2 separate regions of the Neogale vison genome follow, and region 1 is linked to region 2. Evidence: chromatin contacts called from public Hi-C data. All regions are on one chromosome and are shown on one strand. The core of a region is the stretch at or near the end of the contact, and the rest is flanking DNA. Distances in the headings are between cores, read along the strand shown.

Region 1 (3,343 bases), core at 497-2,996, 65 kb after region 2:
AGCAGCCGGGGAAAGGGCAAGTTGGCAGAGGCGAGGATACCAAGTCCTGCGGAAGCCACAAAGACGCCGCAACACCAACAAAGATGAACCTCTCTCGCGGGGCGGACGCCAGCGCCAGCTGCCGCTCCGGGGGCGAGCGTGGGCTCGGCTGGCAGAGGCGGCCGCGGGCGTGGGCCGGCCGGCCGCGGACCGCGGGGCCACCACCCCCAGCCCCCCCCACCCTGCCCCCGGCCGCCCCCCCCCCGCCCCCCGCCGGTCCCCTGCGCGGGCGCCCCGCCACCTGAGCCGGGCGTGGGGGCCGGTGCCGCGCTCCGGCCCTGCCCGCGGCAGGTAGCTCCGGCGGCCGCCCGCAGCCACCGGCGGCGACGAGAGGCGAGGCAGCCTCAGCCCACGGCGTCATGCTTCCTGCCACCACAGTACGGCGAATCGTCACCGGGAGAGGGGAGAAGAGGGGAGCGCGGGGGAGGGCGGGCAGCTCGCACACGCAGCCCCCCTGCCTGCCAAAGCCGCCGGGCCGGGCCACGTCCCGCCGGAGTCCCCGCGGGACCTGCCCCGTTTGCACAAAGCGCCGCGGCCGGGCCACGGAGGGAGGGAGACGGCCACGAAATAAATAAATAAAAACAGAGTCGGGTCTACGTAACGCCCTGTCGAAAGCGGACGCCATATTTTTTTGTGGCTTATGTCGACATAGGGAAACGTAGACATGTTTTTCCTCCTCCTCCTCCTCCTCGGTCTGGCTCCCATTTATCCAAACTTGTAATCAAAACTCTTTAAAAAAAAAATCGCCCCCCCCTCCGGATCCTCTGATTTCCTCCCACCCGCAAAAAGGGCCCGCACCGCCCCCCCTTTCCTCACCCCCACCCCCTTCCAATCACAAACCCGGCCAAGTCCCATTAACAACACATTTTCGGGAGCCGCGGCGGCGGCGGCGGCGGTGGGAAAGTTGGGCTGGAGTGGCCGGCGCCCGGCGTGCGGGGCTCGGGGCTGGCGGCGCCGGGCGGGGGGTGCCGGGCGCCGAGGCGAAGTTTCTTACCTGCGCCGGGGCTGGGGACGCGGGGACCCGGGCTGGGAGCGCGGAGACGCGGCACGGGCGTTCCAAAATGGAACTCTGCTGGCTCCCCCCACCCACTCCCCACTCCCCACCGGGCGCCGGGCTCGGGCTCCGTGGGAAAGAGGGGCACGGCCAGCCTGCCAGACAGACGGACAGGAAAAGCCCCCGTACGGGGAACAGTGGCCAAATTTTTAAAAAGAAGAAGAAAAAAAAAAAAAAAAAAGAAGGGGAAAAAAAAAAGGGGAAAAAAAATGTCTCGATCAGTGGGGAATCTACGCCAAAACCCACATGATCTGTAACGTCAGCATGCGTATTTGCATACGATACCACCACCCGAGCTGCCACCCGGGCTCGGGTTCCGCAGAAAGTTACAAAGTGAAATTCGGCCCCCTCCGGAGACGCCGGCGAAATGTCATTTTCAGGCGGGAGCTGGGTGGGGGGAGGCTGGCCCTAAAGGCGCTGGTTACTAGCCGAGGTTGGGGGGGGGCAGTAAATTAACTTAAAAGTCTGAGCCCAGTAACGGACTCGGAGGAATTTCTGCGAGGGGAGGAGGGGGAGGCGCGAGCGAGATCATTGAATATTAAGCACGACCCGGCCCGGCGGCCGCGGCCAAACCCTCCCGGTGCAATACCCATTTTCTTTATGAAAAGTTCAAGGTGTCACTGATGAGCTCAACAAACTGTTGATCCTGACCACGTGGAGTGGCAGACGGAGGGACTGCGGGGCGCGGCTGCTGGCCCTGAGCTGGCGGCATCCCCAGACCCCGCGTCCCTCTCTCGGCTCTAGGGGCCGCGCGCGCGGGTGGGGCCGCCACGCATCCAGGGCGCTGTCTGCCCTTTCTCCGCGTCTTTGGGCTCAGGGAAATAATAACTTTAAAAAAAATTTTTTTTAAAGCGAGTTACGTTTTGCTCCTGGAATAGTAATAAGAGGGCTTGGGGTAGGGAGGGTGAGAAAGAGCCCCCACTTATATAACGACTTGAAATTAGATGGCTTTTGCTGGGGAGATTCGGAGATTTGCGCTTGCGCCAGGTCTGAGGTTGGTTAAAGATCCTCAAACTTTTTCCCTTAAGAGCCAATAAACAAACAGACGCCCCGGGAGCTGACTTAAACTCTAGTCGGGCCGGCGTTCGCTGCGATTCTCAGACTCGGAGAAATGCACACCCCTGCGGCGCTCGCAGGGAAGTCCCTCGGAAGCAGGGCGGGTCACTTTCGGAACTGGGACTCCGGCGTTCCCGGCGGAAAGGGATCCCTAACCGCCACCCCCTGGCTCCCCTCGGGCGTTTTAGAGTAAAAGCCGGCCGGGATCTCGCCGCCCTTCGCCGGCGGCCTCGGTGCGGTGAGCTTGCGTTCTGGGCGCGGCGTTCCTGCAGCTCTGCTACGCTGAGGAGCCCTGAGGAATTCGGGATCCAGGGGACGCTTCGGAATCTCACGGGCAACCTGTCTGCGCCTCGCATTCCTGCCGGGACCGACCCATTTCCCCTCTAAGGGCATCTCGACGCTTCAGCCTTTCCCGGTGTGAGTTGGGCGCAAGCGCGCACGAGCGGAGCCGGGGCCAAGGGACGCTGTCTGGGGTCTACTTCTGACAGTCTGAGCGCAGCGAGAAAACAAAGGGAGCCTGGGGCTGGGAGGCTCTGCGGAGTCCCCGCCCGCCCGGAGGATTAGCAGGCTCGGAGCGTCGGGGCTTCCCGGCCAGTCTCTGCTCCGGGGAATTAGAACGAACTCTAGCGGCGGTTTGCGACTCAGCTCTGGGCGTCAGGGCAGCAACAGGTGGCCGTGCGCGGCGCAGTGGCCAGAGGCGAGGACGGGGACTGGGGTGGGGACGGCTGGCCTTGGGGGCGGACCGCGTGGCCAAAGCACTGGGTGACCTTTTGACATTTTAGTTTTTTAGGCTGGGGAGAAGAAACTGGCCGAAAGGTTTTTCTAGTTTCTCCCCTAGGGGCTCCAATTTCTCTAACGTAGCCCCACTGGGGCTCCAAAAATTTTGACAATAAAAATAGCTCATATGCAAAATTTTCTTGCTGGTCTGCACCTGTTTGTTCGGTTATTGCTCATGTGGGGGCTGTCTATTCGTTTTCGTAACGGCGTATAAAACAAGGTCCTGGCCTGGGAGGGGTCTCTTGGGTGATGTTCACAGACCCGAGAGGCGAATGACGCAGCTCTCAACGGACTCATTAAATAACGGCTTCCTTGATGACCAAGACCCAGATCGCGTCGCATCTTTCTCAATCTCATTTGATAACTTCTAAGATCCTAATGTATTTGCCATCAACATGAGAATCTAGGCATGTTGTT
Region 2 (3,613 bases), core at 276-2,775:
GGTTGGAGCTGGAGACTTTGACGATATTACTGTGCCAATTGTGGCACATGGCCATGGTGGCAAGCTCACCAGGAGGGGCCCCCTGGGAATACGGCAGAGGGGGGTGGATCTGAAAGGCAAAGAAAAAGCTGGCGGGGGTGGGGGGTTGTCCCTGCTGGATACAGATACCGGAAGCCAGCTGGAGTGCCCTTAGCCAAGCAGGCCAAAGAAAGAGCAAGCACCAGATCTTTCAGGGACTTGCAGGCATTTTAAGACATCGGGTCCTTCTACCCGTGAGTGATGGGAACTCACCAAAGAGCTGGGAGCTCTGTGTCTATAGGACCTGACACATGGCAGCCCTCAAAAGTCATTGTTGAGTGGTCAGTGGAATCCTGCTGACGCCCCCCCACCCCATCCTCCAGCAGTCTGAGAGCCATCCCTGGGACCCTGCCATCTTTACAAAGGCCAACCACAGGGCAATCTGATTTGTGTAGGGCACAACTGTCCCCGGGGCACCTGGCCTGAGCCTCCTTCTGTCAGACCTCAGGGGAACCCTGGCTCCGGTGGCTGCTGACAGATGTTGGGAACGACTACACCTTTGATTACAGCTCATGTTTCAGAGGGAAAAACACACTCCCTGGAGATTGGGAGTCTATGAAAATGAGCCCTTGCAAAAGAGAGGAAAGTGAGCTGGAAACACAAGCCCTCTGGCCGGGCGGTGGTTTCTTTATTTAAAATAAACAACAACAGCAAAGAGGATCAGCCTGAATGAGAAGCAGGTTCTGGATAATCCCTGACAGGCGGGACTTAACAGCGAGTGGCAGAAGGTGGTTGGAGAGACTGGTCTGTAGGAAGGCTGTACAGGGTCTCCCAGAACGGGGAGGGGATGTCTGCCTCCCCATCGTCCTGCCCCGGTGGGAAACACAGCTCCTGCGGACATTAAATTTAACCCTCATAGGGAAACTGGTAGACCCGGTTTAGATCATGCTTTCTACCATTTACGAGTTTTGTGTCCACAGACAAAATACTTTACGTCCTCTGAGCCTTAGTGTTGTCATCCAAGAAATGGACACGATGGGGATTAGATGATATGAATGTAGGAGCTTGAACGCGTGTGTCTGAATACAATTCTTCCATTTTCTCCCACACTGCCTCCTGACCTTCAAGACAGCTTTCTTCCCCTCCTGCCTTGATTATTATTAAGCACATACATGCAGTTAATAAACGCTGGTTCTGCTCCCCCTTTTCCCCCCACCAGGTTTAGCACAAATCTGGGTATTCAGGAGGTGCTTAATAAAGCCATGCAAATTAGACCCTCGTCTGTGCAACACAGTGGCTGAGAATATACAAGGAAAAGGCAGCGAGCTGTGTTTTTTTTCTCCACTGCATCCTGTTTGGAGCCCTTTATTAAATTCTTAAGTATGACTTGCCTTCAGGGTCAAAATAAAATTTCCACAGATTTCCACTTTGCACTCATAAATGATTCTCGCTAAACTCTTTTTCGTTTTAAATTTTTTTATGTGTGTGAGAGAGCATAAATGTACTGACTCATAGCTGGAAAAACTCCCTAACACATTCCAAATTTGTCGAGTCACATGAATTGAATAAAAGCGCTTCACGTATGCTAGTCCCAGGCTGGCGAGCCGTCCCACCGGCTCTGGCCCCCCCCCCACCGCTCCTACTCCGGGGCCTGGGGGACCTTCTACAGTGGGCATCAAATATCCAAAGCAGGTTCAAAGGATACAAGGATTAAAAAGGATTTAGCACCTAACTCAAGCCAGGCGCCAATTCTGCAAGGCAGTGTCACATAGATCCCAAAACATCAAATAAAAATTTGCATATAGGATCCCTGAAATTTAACAATTTCATTTATTGACTCAAGTCTGTGCTGGGCACTCTATCGAGCCCTTTCCATGCCGGACTAGTTTAATCTTCACAGTCACCCAGGTGGGTGGGTAGGGTTACGATCGGCAGACATGGTCCGCCGTTACAACGAGCCTCCTTTTACAAAAGAGGAAACTGAGGTACAGAAGCGTGAGTAACTCACTCCAGGTCTCACAGCGTGCAGATGGCGGAGCTAAGATTCAACCTGATCTCGCTCTAGAGCAGATGCTCTGACACGCCCAGCCATTCATTCTGAAGGGAAAGAACCCTTCTGCAATGAAGAAAGAAAGCTCCATTTATTCCACAATTGTCTACCCAACACTTAGAATACAAACACTGCACCAGATGTCGAAGGGAGGCTGTTGGTAGGCAATTTGGTTACTGATTTCACTGAGTTTGGAACTGCACTGAGGAGCTAAGATGTATGCACAAATAATTACCACAAAAGTAAGTGAGAATGCCAACAGCGGGGTTGTAAAGTGGTGCGGGTGGCAAAGTCTTGGTAAGGTGGTAACTCTGGCTGGAGTGATCCGGGAGGGCTTCCTGGGGGAGGTGTTATTTGGCTGGATTGAAGGATGTGAAGATGTGTGGGATCCAGGCGGGAGGTGGCAGGACAAGATCCCGCTCGCTTACTACCAGCGAGTGCACACAGGTGGCTGGATGGCCCTGGGAGTTCCCATCCTGGTTCTGATTTGGGACCTACCACCCCAGGGTGGGAACATCTTTCTTGGGGTGGCTGCACCTCCGTCTGGCAGGCTGGAAGCACAGGCAGAAAGAACAGAGGGAAAGAGGCCACCAGGACGAGAAGATTGGGAAGAGAAGGCGGGACACTGGAGAAAGGGTGGAGGGTGCAGATCTGGCCAGAACAGGAGCTCCAGACCCACCTGCGACGGGGCTGGCTCTGAGCGACCCCCTGGCTCTCGGGCTTCAGTTTCTTTTATCTACAGGGAGGGAAATGAAGAAGTGCCGGAATATTCCAGCTGGGTGGAACCTTGGAGAGCTCCCAATTTATCCCATTACTTTGCAGGCAAGGGAACTGAGGGCCAGAGACGCTGTGTTCGCAGAAGTCCCTGGATTTGAATCCAGGTTGGTGGGATGAGGACTCAGGGAGCCCCTCTCCTAGCACACGCGAGGCATGCTGTGTGGGAGGGGAGACGGAGACCCCCCGAATGGGCCTCAGCTAGTCCACTGGCCTCGGGCTCTGACTCCCCTGTGTGTGTGGGGTGGGGGGCCCTGGAAGGCTCAGCCCTACACCACATGAGGCACAGCTCCAGGCCGCCAGCCTGGGCCCAGCCCCCCCAGCACATCGTCCTCTCTCAGCCGCGGCTGGCACCCATCCTCGGAGCGCCCCTCCCCCGACACTCAGGAAGTTTCCAGGAAACCATGACCAGTTCTCCGCGGCCATGGTTTTCTCTGACAAGATGTGCATCTGGTTGTGACTCACAAAGCTGGATTTCCGCCCAGGGCCTTACATCTTGAGTGGGGAGCTCATTCTCTCGAGCTGACAGCCTGCCCAGCCGGCTGTGACAATGGAGGCCGCGGCTGCCCTTGTCAGCCCTCACGGAGGTCATCCACATGGCGCCTGGGGCATTTCTCTCAGACCTGGGTCTGGCCTGAGTGGTCTTCGAGGGCCCCTCAGATGTCAGGCTCTTGGACCAAAGCCCCCCTCCCCGGGAATGCCAGCCTCCCTACCTCCCCACACAGCCTCCTCCGCCGCCCCCTCCCTGCACCAGCGGGCCCTCCTGGCCAC

What was found. A called contact is a pair of places that touch in the nucleus more often than the background predicts.
Region 1: a Hi-C map of tongue shows a contact between it and region 2, with 5 times the contacts expected there. The contact joins the promoter of ZHX2 here to the enhancer-like site in region 2. A contact is called at or near these places in 2 of 3 Hi-C or Micro-C datasets (muscle and tongue).

Annotation. Positions count from the first base shown.
Region 1 is chr4:17,464,534-17,467,876 of ASM_NN_V1, forward strand. ZHX2 (zinc fingers and homeoboxes protein 2) reads right to left here and starts at 1,747. Exons shown (of 5, transcript XM_044245018.1): 1 at 1,034-1,747. It overlaps LOC122904332 (a long non-coding RNA gene), which reads left to right and starts at 1,930. Exons shown (of 6, transcript XR_006384185.1): 1 at 1,930-2,566.
Region 2 is chr4:17,399,901-17,403,513 of ASM_NN_V1, forward strand. All of the region lies in intron 2 of ZHX2 (zinc fingers and homeoboxes protein 2), which reads right to left. Among named protein-coding and RNA genes, the nearest start is that of ZHX2, 65 kb to the right of the region's middle. Within about 2 kb of position 1,526, the one cell type or tissue checked has open chromatin away from gene starts, as enhancers often do.